2 separate regions of the Mus musculus genome follow, and region 2 is linked to region 1. Evidence: chromatin contacts called from public ChIA-PET data. All regions are on one chromosome and are shown on one strand. The core of a region is the stretch at or near the end of the contact, and the rest is flanking DNA. Distances in the headings are between cores, read along the strand shown.

Region 1 (5,162 bases), core at 705-3,204:
GACATGGAACAAACACGCTCTATGATAATGCACTGTGAGGTCACTGACATGGGACAAACACGCTCTATGATAATGCACTGTGAGGTCACTGACATGGAACAAACACGCTCTATGATAATGCACTGTGAGGTCACTGACATGGAACAAACACGCTCTATGATAATGCACTGTGAGGTCACTGACATGGGACAAACACGCTCTATGATAATGCACTGTGTGGTCACTGACTAGGTGGTTGGTTTTTTTTTTTTAATTTATTTTTTTATTTTTATTTTTTTTGTCAACTTGATACAACCTAGAGTCATCTGGGAAGAGGGAACCTTAATTGAGGGAGCACCTAGAGGCAGGCCTGTGGGGCATTTTTTAAATTCATCATTGTTGTGAGAGAGCCCCAGCCCCCGAGGGTGGAGCCACCCCTGAACAGGTCAGTCATGGGTGGGATAGGAAGGCAGGCTGAGCAAGCCATCAACAGAGCCAGTGAGCAGCACTCCTCCACGGTCTCTGCTTCAGTTCCTGCCTGGAATCCCTGCCCTGCCTTCCTCAGCAATGGAAGAGGGATGGACTGTAAGTCCTAAGATGTAATAAACTTTTTCCTTTCCAGGTTGCTTTTGGTCATAGTCTTTATCACAGCGACAGAAAGCAAACTAGGACATTAACAAAGCCATAAAGAGAGGCAGGCAAGGCCGGGCGTGGTGGCGCACACCTTTAATCCCGGCACTAGGGAGGCAGAGGCAGGCGGATTTCTGAGTTTGAGGCCAGCCTGGTCTACAGAGTGAGTTCCAGGACAGCCAGGGCTACACAGAGAAACCCTGTCTCGAAAAAAACCAAAAACCAAAGACCAAAAACCAAAGCCATAGAGAATTAGCCCACAGGGAAAGTCTTCGTCCCTCTTTAAGGCCTCACCATCACTGACCACGATGGACCATGATGACACTAACATTTCTGGCACGCCTCTGCATTTTGACCGGCTGTGGTTCTCTGTAGTGGTCTCCATCTGTTGCAGAGAGGTTTTCTTGATGAGGGATGAAGACTGTACACACCTGTGTGTGTGTAAGGACAAGGGTTTGAATGCGGTAAGGGATCTTGCTGGTTTAGTGTTGTAGCTTATGTTACCTGTATGCATGTAACAGCAATTAAAGGAAAAAGGCCATGAGCTGGAAAGAGACCAAGGAGGAATGCCTGGGAGGTCTGAAGGGAGGATCGGAAATCCTCTTCCTTCCTTTCAACTCCCTAACATTAGGTAGGAGAGAAAGAAGGGGGGGGGGGGAGGGAGGGAGGGAGGGAGAGAGAGAGAGAGAGAGAGAGATCAGGGATACGACAAGGTGTAGTTAAAACCATCTTTTTTTTTTTTTTGGTTTTTCAAGACAGGGTTTCTCTGTGTAGCCCTGGCTGTCCTGGAACTCACTTTGTAGACCAGGCTGGCCTCGAACTCAGAAATCCGCCTGCCTCTGCCTCCCAAGTGCTGGGATTAAACCATCTGTTTTTAATTGTTAAAAATCTTGTGTTTTCCCACCCGTCCACTTTGTTCCCAGAAATAACGGCTCTGAGACCTAATAGTTCATGAATAAATGCCTAGGCCAAAAGCTTTGCTTGATCCCCGACTAGCTCATGGCTTAACAGCCTGTTTAGTCTAGTCTAAGTCTTGCCATGCAACTGGCTACCCAGTCCTCAGTTTCATGTGACAATCCTCTTCTGTGTCTGGAGTGAATCTCCTGCGCCTGAATATCTCCCAGAATTCTCTCTCTCTCTCTCTCTGCTGGATATCCCACCTTCTAATCCTGCCTCAGCTCATTGGCCATAGGATTTTTTATTGACAGCTTAAGCTTCCATACATTGCACGAGAGATTACCTCTGTAAAAGGCAATGATATCTTTCGACCACTTCCTGCTGATTAGGGGCAAGTTTGATCTTTGCCATCAGGATATCTACTTTCTTCTCTTCTCCTCTGCATGACGATTTGACAAACCACAATCAACAGCAACGAGCAGCCTCCAACCACCAACCAGCCACACACACACACTTACTGGGGCTCTAGCATTCATACATTCTCTGAAAAGCCCCCCAAATGCCAAATGTCACCCACTCAAAACAAACTATCTGCAACTGGCAAATTCGTACTCCCGCTAGAGCGTGAGTGAGGCAAATCAGTAAGCTGCTGTGGACAATCTAAGGCAGCCCCACACCCCACCCTTGGGGTTAGACAAAACATGTCCTTACAACATTTCTGTGTTTTTAAAGAAACCAAAATTCTCACTACAGGTCCCCATCACCTTCTGCCTGGGCAGGTGACTTGGCTAAGGGTGATTGTCTCACAGTGGAGAGCATCAGGCCACAGAGCTTTCTGTTTAGGGGTGGCTACCCAGATGGTGAGGCAGGGGGTTTGCTCATTCTTTCCAGTAGGGGAGGGCAGACAGGGAGTCAGAGAACCCCTGGGGCCAACCAGAAACCAGACCCCTGGCCGAGAAGTCCGACCTTCAGTGCAGCTCCTGTGCACCTTCCACGTCACACATAACTGGCCCCCACACTCCTGGCTTTGCTGTCTTTCCTTCTCTGGGGTGTGTGTGTGTGTTCCCACTGCCTGCTGAGGGCTAGGGCTGGGTTTGGGCCAATTAGTATTTGTAGAGTATCTGGCCAGAAGGACATGGTAGCATATGCCCGTGGTATATTTACTTGGGAGTTTAGGGGTTAGATTGAGCATAGAGTGAGACCACACTGCCTGCCTCTCCTTTAAGAGGGATATCCACAACCACCAGGGAGGGAGGCAGTGACAGGGCTGATATTTATTGTGTAGATGAGAGATTGAGCTGATTCTGGTGGTGTGGACCTATAATTTCAGCTACTCTGGAGGCTAAGGCAGGATTGCAAGTTCAAAGTCTTCCTGGGCAATTTAGTGAGACTATCTCAAGTAAAAGGAGAAACTGGTGGTGATGGCTCATGCCGTTAATCCCAGCACTTGGGAAGTAGAGGCAAGCAGACCTGAGTTCAAGGCCAGCCTGGTCTACAGAGCAAGTTCTAGGACAGCTAGGACTACACAGAGAAATCAAACCCAACTAAACCAACCAACTAACCAACCAACCAACCAACCAAACAAACAGGAGGCTCAGCGAGGCCATGGAGCTTACAGTTCCCTGACTTTTGAGGTCAGGGCAGTGCCCTGCTGATCCTTCCTAGGCTGATTCTAGATGCTCAAGTCCTCACTGTGAGCCAGGCACAGGCAGTTGGGAGGGATGCTGTCTACTGGAGCTTGAGTGGGCACTTGCTTCTGCAGTTAACCTCCTGCACAGCCACCAGATGCTGACATTCCTCTGACATTAATGGAGTTACTGTACTGCTGGTCAAGAGGAGAGGGAGCTCAAGGCGCCTCTTATGGAAGAGACCCAAGGATGCTGAGCTTCTGCTGGCCTCTGGCTATAACAAGGCTTGGTGTCACCGGTGTCCTTCCTTCCAGCCAGGTTAGGATGCCAGAGGCTAACAGCCAGAAGCTCCAGGTCAGACTTCTCATTTCAAGCCTCACTATGTCCCAAGGGTCACTGCCTAGGGGTTCTCCTCTCCTACGAGAGAATCTTCCCTGACAGAGGTGTAGTCTTGCCTTGGCAAAGGGTCACATAGTTCCCAGCAGGGACTGAGACAGAGGCAGGCCAGGCTGCCCTTTGTGTGAGTATGGCTGGCCCTGCAGAGTCCACAGGGGCAGACAGATCTTTTTTTTGAGGGGGGGAGGGTAAGCTCTGTACTGTGAACAGACCTCAGTGTAGGACCATACAGAGTATTATCCCTGCCCCCTCCTGCCAGCAATCAGACCAAATTCCATTGTGCATACTTGGGGGGATGTAGGGATCTAGCCCCGGGCCCTACATGAGGGTTGGGGAGAATGGCCTACCTTACCAGGGCTCTGTGAGCTTAAGTTCTGGTTTATCTTGTTCCTTGTTATTTTTAGCCATCAGCAGAGCAGGTCCAAAGGCTACCCCAACCACTGTGTATCTTATTCCCTCCTCCTCATGTGGGTCGATGAACCAGGAGGTAAAAAATAGGAGGTGTAGTGTTTGGAAGCCTAAGCTTACAAGGTCTGGACCTTGGAGCTTTGTTCTGTCCTACACAGCTCTGAGCCTTTGCCTCAGAGCACTTAAGAGCTAAGCATACAGATCACAGCACCCTGCAGAGTTGCCTTCTGGGTGAGACTCTTTGGTCCCCACCAGGGAGGCTACCCAGAGACTGTGAGAGTTGACGAGGAGGCTGTCAGAGCGCTCCGTGAGGGAATCTGTTCAGGACACAGTCCCTCTGCCTAGACTCTGTGCCCTGGAGGCCTTACCCAGCCTGGGGCCAGACTTCCAGGCCTATGGTAGTTCCTACCTAGTTATGGAACTGGAGACAGTTTGGCTGGGCTTCTGGAACTTTCTAAAGATGAAGGGAGTCTTCTAGGCTATGGTGAGATGTGGAGGTACAGCAGTTTCTCAGTTAAGAGCAGGGCCCTGGGCCTCCATGTCCTCCTGTGGAAAAGCTGTAGCTGAGCTGTGCAGGTTGGCTGTCCTTGGAGCCTCCTGTGAGGCAGCAGCACAGGGCAGGGCAGGGCAGGAGGGCCCGAGGCTTTGGGAAAATGCGGCTGGGAGAGGAGGCTGGATTGCTTAGGGAAAGAACAGAGATTCGTGAGCATGTAGACCTGGATGGGACATAACTGCTGTCCTAACTGCAACATGTTTGAGAGTGTGTTAGCTACACCAGGAAACCCAGAGACAAACTGGGACTCCAGGGTAGAGCCCGTGTCACCCTACTTGTCTTAGGGTTTTACTGCTGTGAACAGACACCATGACCAAGGCAAGTCTTATAAAAACAACATTTAATTGGGGCTGGCTTACAGGTTCAGAGGTTCAGTTCATTATCATCAAAGAGGGAGCATGGCAGTATCCAGGCAGGCATGGCGCAGGAGGAGCTGAGAGTTCTATGTCTTCATCCAAAGGCTGCTAGAAAAGACTGACTCCCAGACAACTAGGGTGAGGATCTTAAGCCCACACCTACAGTGACACACCTACTCCAACCAGGTCACACCTATTCTAACAAGGCCACAACTCCAAATGGCGTCACTCCCTGGCCCAAGAATATACAAACCATCACACTACTCATTACCACTTCCTCGCTGTGTGTGCTTGGGCAAGTTACATAAACTTTCT
Region 2 (5,162 bases), core at 1,782-4,281, 380 kb after region 1:
AACTATAGGAATCTCGATTTTTTTTTTTTTTTTTTTTTAAAGATTTATTTATTTATTTATTTATTTATTTATTATATGTAAGTACACTGTAGCTGTCAGAAGAGGGCGTCAGATCTCATTATGGGTGGTTGTGAGCCACCATGTGGTTGCTGGGATTTGAACTTCGGACCTTCGGAAGAGCAGTCGGGTGCTCTTACCCACTGAGCCATCTCACCAGCCCAGGAATCTCGATTTTTAGAAATCCTGTTTTCCGTGTCAAGTTCTTGTTCCATGCAGGTGACCCTAAAGTCCCCATAGCTCCAAGGTGCTCTGACTAAGTGCCATTGTGAGAAGCACACGTCTGTGCGCTGATTTATTAATAGGAACATGACCACACCAGTGGGAGCCGGATTCTTCCCTGCCGTCATTTAGGCTAAAATAGAGCGCAGGTCAGAAGGTCAAAGAGAACTGAAACCAAGGGACCACCAATGAGGAGCAAGAGGATTGACTAAGAGGGTGAGCTACTCCATCACACTTCCGCATGACTCAGGGAAACCCCCGGGGCTCCCGATTTGTGGACTCTGCAGACACATCATTGAAGAGGTGGGCAAGCTGGCTCCATGCTTTACATGGATTGGATTCTCAACCAAACGTGGGTTGTCCCTGTGGTTGCCTCCAGGAGAAAGGCACAGCTGAGGACAGAGCCAGCTGCAGGCAGTGCAAGTACCCACCTCAGCTGGACTGGTTAACATCAGTTTTCAGCCAATCCAGAGCTTGGGCAGCTTGCGGTCCTCAGGTGATTCCTGGATGGAGTCTGTCAGCCAGGTGAAAATCTGCTGAGACAAATATAGACTCGGACAGAAGTTAAAATTGTCGAGCAATTGCAGAAGGTAAAGAATCCCCAGACCAAGGGGCAAATCCATTCTCAAGAACAGGCAAACCGGGCGTGGTGGCGCACGCCTTTAATCCCAGCACTCAGGAGGCAGAGGCAAGCGGATTTCTGAGTTCGAGGCCAGCCTGGTCTACAGAGTGAGTTCCAGGACAGCCAGAGCTAAACAGAGAAACCCTGTCTTGAAAAACCAAAAACCAAACCAAAACAAAACTAACTGCTGGGCGGTGGTGGCGCACACCTTTAATCCCAGCACTTGGGAGGTAGAGGCAGGCGGATTTCTGAGTTCGAAGCCAGCCTGGTCTACAGAGTGAGTTTCAGGACAGCCAGAGAAACCCTGTCTCAAAACAAAACAAATCTAACTAGTGAATAGACTAATGAACTAACACAGCAGCAAACTACCTGAAGGAGCTAGTTGCCTGTTGTTCTCTAGCTGTTAAGCTATAATTAGCTTAGCCATCAATATTATCAGAGACCTGAGAAGGATAAACTACTATCTAAATGGCCTATGTGTCAGTTAAAATGACAGAAACTAGTCCATATTTCATGACCTGGCCATTTGTCCCAAGTTCCTGTGGTCTCCATTGCATCAAGGACAATGGCAGTCTTTGGCCATCAGGCCCAGAAGATGAAGAGGCCTTTTCTGTGGATGAGGAACTTGGGAGAGACTGTCCTCATCTCATCTTAAGCAAAGTGTGGCAATCAGTTGTCTGGTTGTCCTCTGTCCACAGCTCAGGCCGGGCTCTGGCAGTGGGCGAGGCGCTGGGGCAGTTATGTCCAGTAGTTATGTCCTTTGTGGTTGTGCCCATATTTTCTTGGATACCTTGGAGGGTCACTGTTAGGATTTGGGAGTCTCTGTCTGTCGTGGTAAGTTTAAACATACTAAATGCCACATTCAGGAGATCTCTGACTGGTTTGAGGGCTAGTACCTACCTGTTTTTAGTTATCTGCTCTAAACTATACCTTGAAAATATAAAACAGAAGACTAAATAAAGCTTAATCTTGAAATTAACTGCATCAGTTCTTAGCATGGCTTCTTATATATTTCTGAACAGATTAAATTATTTGATCATTTACAAGGATACTGGTTATCTATCTCTGTTATGTTTGAGCCTTAAAAGTCAGTTTTGAATTGAAGCTCTTCTAATATCAAAATAAAACTTTTTAACCCCAAAAACATACTCCATAAAGAGACTACCACCCTTTCTGACCTTTATCTGGTATATCATTATAGAGCATAACAGTTTCCCGTGTGATTAGGTTTAAGCCGAAGGCAGTGTCAGCACAGGAAAGGGGTTAACAAGATGGGAAAATGGCAAGAACCTTGATTGGCTGAGGAAGCTGTTATTGGCACGTTGGGCTGACAGGAAGGGCTTGCTGGAGCCTTGCCAGGGCTCAAGCAAGCTGAAAGGAAGTGGTGGTGGGGGCGGAATTTCAAGAGCCAGTGATTCTTAACCTTTGTTAATGCTGTAAACTTCTAAAAAAAAAGGGGGGGGGGATTGCAACCCTATAGGAGGAACAACAATATCAACCAACCAGATCCCCCAGAGCTCCCAGGGACTAAGCCACCAACCAAGGAGTACACATGGCTCCAGCTGCATATGTAGCAGAGGATGGCCTTATCTGGCATCAATGGAAGGAGATGCCCTTGGTCCTGTGAAGGCTTGATGACCCAGTGTTGGGGAATGCCAGGGCGATGAGGAGGGGTTGGGTTGGTGGGTGGGGGAGCATTCTTATAAAAGCAGAGGGAAGGGGGCATGGGATAGGGGGTTTGTGGAGGGGAAACCAGGAAAGGGGATAACATTTGAAATGCAAATAAATAAAATATAGAATTTAAAAAATCCTTAATTTTTATTCCTGGTATCATTACCATAATTTATAGAGCAATATGTACGTTATAAATTATAAATTATAAACCAATATTTTATAAACAAGACATGCAGAACACAGTAAACGTTTAAGAGCAGTCAGAAATAAAGGTGTAGTGGCAAATGTTATTTATATATTTAAAGCAGACAAAAATCTTAATTTCAAGGGATGAGCGCCTTGCCACCTGTTGATCCAACTCTCGTGGGCACTGAGGTTTTGTAGCAGAGAAGCTGAGAGGCAGCTGGTGCTCCTTTAAGAGCAGCTTGCACCAATCACACAGCCCCTGGCTTGCTGTCGGCTTGATCCGGGAAGGAGGCGGGGCTTCTCCACCAGCGCCAGACTCCCTGCTGCAGGTGCAGGGCTCCAAGGGCAGCGCCAGTTCATCCGTTTCTGTTGTCTCAATGCAGCTGCTTCTTTCTAAATACAAAAACACTGTTTTATGAGTTATTAAATATTACTTTCTTATTTAAGTTAGCCTGATTGGTTATATAAGTTTTTTTTATAAGTTTTTTTTTTTAAGATTTATTTATTTATTATATGTAAGTACACTGTAGCTGTCTTCAGACGCACCAGAAGAGGGCATCAGATCTCATTACGGGTGGTTGTGAGCCACCATGTGGTTGCTGGGATTTGAACTCCAGACCTTCGGAAGAGCAGTCGGGTGCTCTTACCCACTGAGCCATCTCACCAGCCCCGCCTGATTGGCTATGATCAAGCACTGGACATTTAAAAATTTCCACCTAAGCTTGGCATAGCGGCATACATCTGTAATTCCGGTATTTGCAAGAGGATTAGGAGTTCATACGCATACTCAAGTACATAGGAGTTCAGGCTAACCTGGGCTAGTGAAACTTAGTTTGGGGGTGAGGGGAGACTAAGAGATAGCTCTGTGGGTAAAGTACTTGCTATACAAGCTTTGGGACCCGAGTTCACACCACTAGCTCTCAGAAAAGGCTCAGCAGGAAAAGTGGCATGGGCGTGGCTACGCATGGGCGTGGCGGTGCATACTTTTGATCCCAGCACACAGGAGGCTACCTGGTCGACATAGTTGAGTTCCAGGATAGCTAGGGATCTATAGAGAAAAAGCCTGTCTCAAAAAACAAACAAAGAAACAAACAAAGAAAAAAAAAAAACATACATCTTCAATCCCAGTACTGGAAAGAGAAGCAGAGAGCAGAGACAGGAGGGACCACCTGAATGAAACACCATGATCAAAAAGCAAGTTGGGAAGGAAAAAGTTTATTTAGCTTATACTTCAACATTACTGTTCATCACCAAAGGAAGTCAGGATAGGAAGGAACTTAAGCAGGCCTGGAACCTGGAGGCAGAAGCTGATGCAGAGGCGGGAGTTGGGGGGGGGGGGTGTTGGGGGGGCTGGAGGGTTGGGGGGGCGTAGGGTGTGTGTGTGTGGGGGGGTGCTGTTAACTGGCTTGTCCTAGCAATATCAGCCAGCTTTCTTATAAAACCCAGGACTACCAGCCCAGGGATAAAACCACCTACAATGGACAGGCTCTCCTGCTTCAATCGCTAATTAAGAAAACATCTTAGGGGGCTGGAGAGATGGCTCAGCCGTTAAGAGCACTGACTGCTCTTCCAGAGGTCCTGAGTTCTATTCCCAGCAACCACATGGTGGCTCACAACCATCTGTAATGGGATCCAATGTCCTCTTCTGCTGTGTCTGACAGCTACAGTGTACTCATATAAATAAAATAAATACATCTTTCCAAAAAAAAAAAAAAAAGAAGAAGAAGAAGAAAACATCTTGGTCTTTGAGAAGTATTTTCTCTATTGAGGTTTCTTCCTTTCAGATGACTCTAGCTTGTGCCAAGTTGACATAAAACTAGCCAAGGACACCATTTATGTTTATATACACAAACACATTTATATACATAAATTTAGGAATATTTTCTAGTTTAAATTCCTTTGAATAGACACATTAATTTTAAGTTAATTTTAAGAATTATTTATTAATTTTATTCATTGAGAGATTTCAGATAATTCATATAAAAGTGAACAAATTTAGAAACAATAATTTATTTTCATTTTTACTATTAATAAAAATAGAACAATTAGTTTAAATTCCTTTTAACTTGAGCCACTTCCGATGTGAATAACTTGGAAATTAATTAATTTCTCCTTTTTTAAAATTAGATATTTTCTTTTATTACATTTCAAATGTTATCCCCTTTCCTAGTTTCCCCTCTGAAAATTTCATATCCCCTCCCAATTTCTCCTTTTTTAAAATAAAAAAAAATATATTTATTTGTGTGTGTCTATGTGTGTGTGTGTATATATGCATATCTCTGTGTGTCTATATCTGTCAGCATGTATATCTGTGTGTGTCTGTGTATGCATGTGTAAGTCAAAGGCCATGTGTGTTCTAGGCACAGAACTTAAGTTAGTCAGGCTTGTTTGACAAGTGCAC

Evidence for each region. ChIA-PET counts read pairs in DNA pulled down with a chosen protein or histone mark.
Region 2: an RNA polymerase II ChIA-PET map of memory CD8 T cells shows a contact between it and region 1, with 42 read pairs. The contact joins two enhancer-like sites. A contact is called at or near these places in 2 of 115 datasets of contacts at active chromatin or transcription factors (effector CD8 T cells and memory CD8 T cells) and 1 of 9 other capture datasets (pancreatic islet).

The regions. Positions count from the first base shown.
Region 1 is chr7:80,448,042-80,453,203 of GRCm38.p6, forward strand. No RefSeq gene overlaps it. Among named protein-coding and RNA genes, the nearest start is that of Gm44851, 46 kb to the left of the region's middle. Within about 2 kb of position 1,955, at least 46 of the 459 cell types and tissues checked have an H3K27ac peak or open chromatin away from gene starts, as enhancers often do. A contact at or near this core is called in effector CD8 T cells and memory CD8 T cells, where this site is marked.
Region 2 is chr7:80,830,145-80,835,306 of GRCm38.p6, forward strand. No RefSeq gene overlaps it. Among named protein-coding and RNA genes, the nearest start is that of Zscan2, 28 kb to the right of the region's middle. Within about 2 kb of position 3,032, at least 161 of the 459 cell types and tissues checked have an H3K27ac peak or open chromatin away from gene starts, as enhancers often do. A contact at or near this core is called in effector CD8 T cells and memory CD8 T cells, where this site is marked.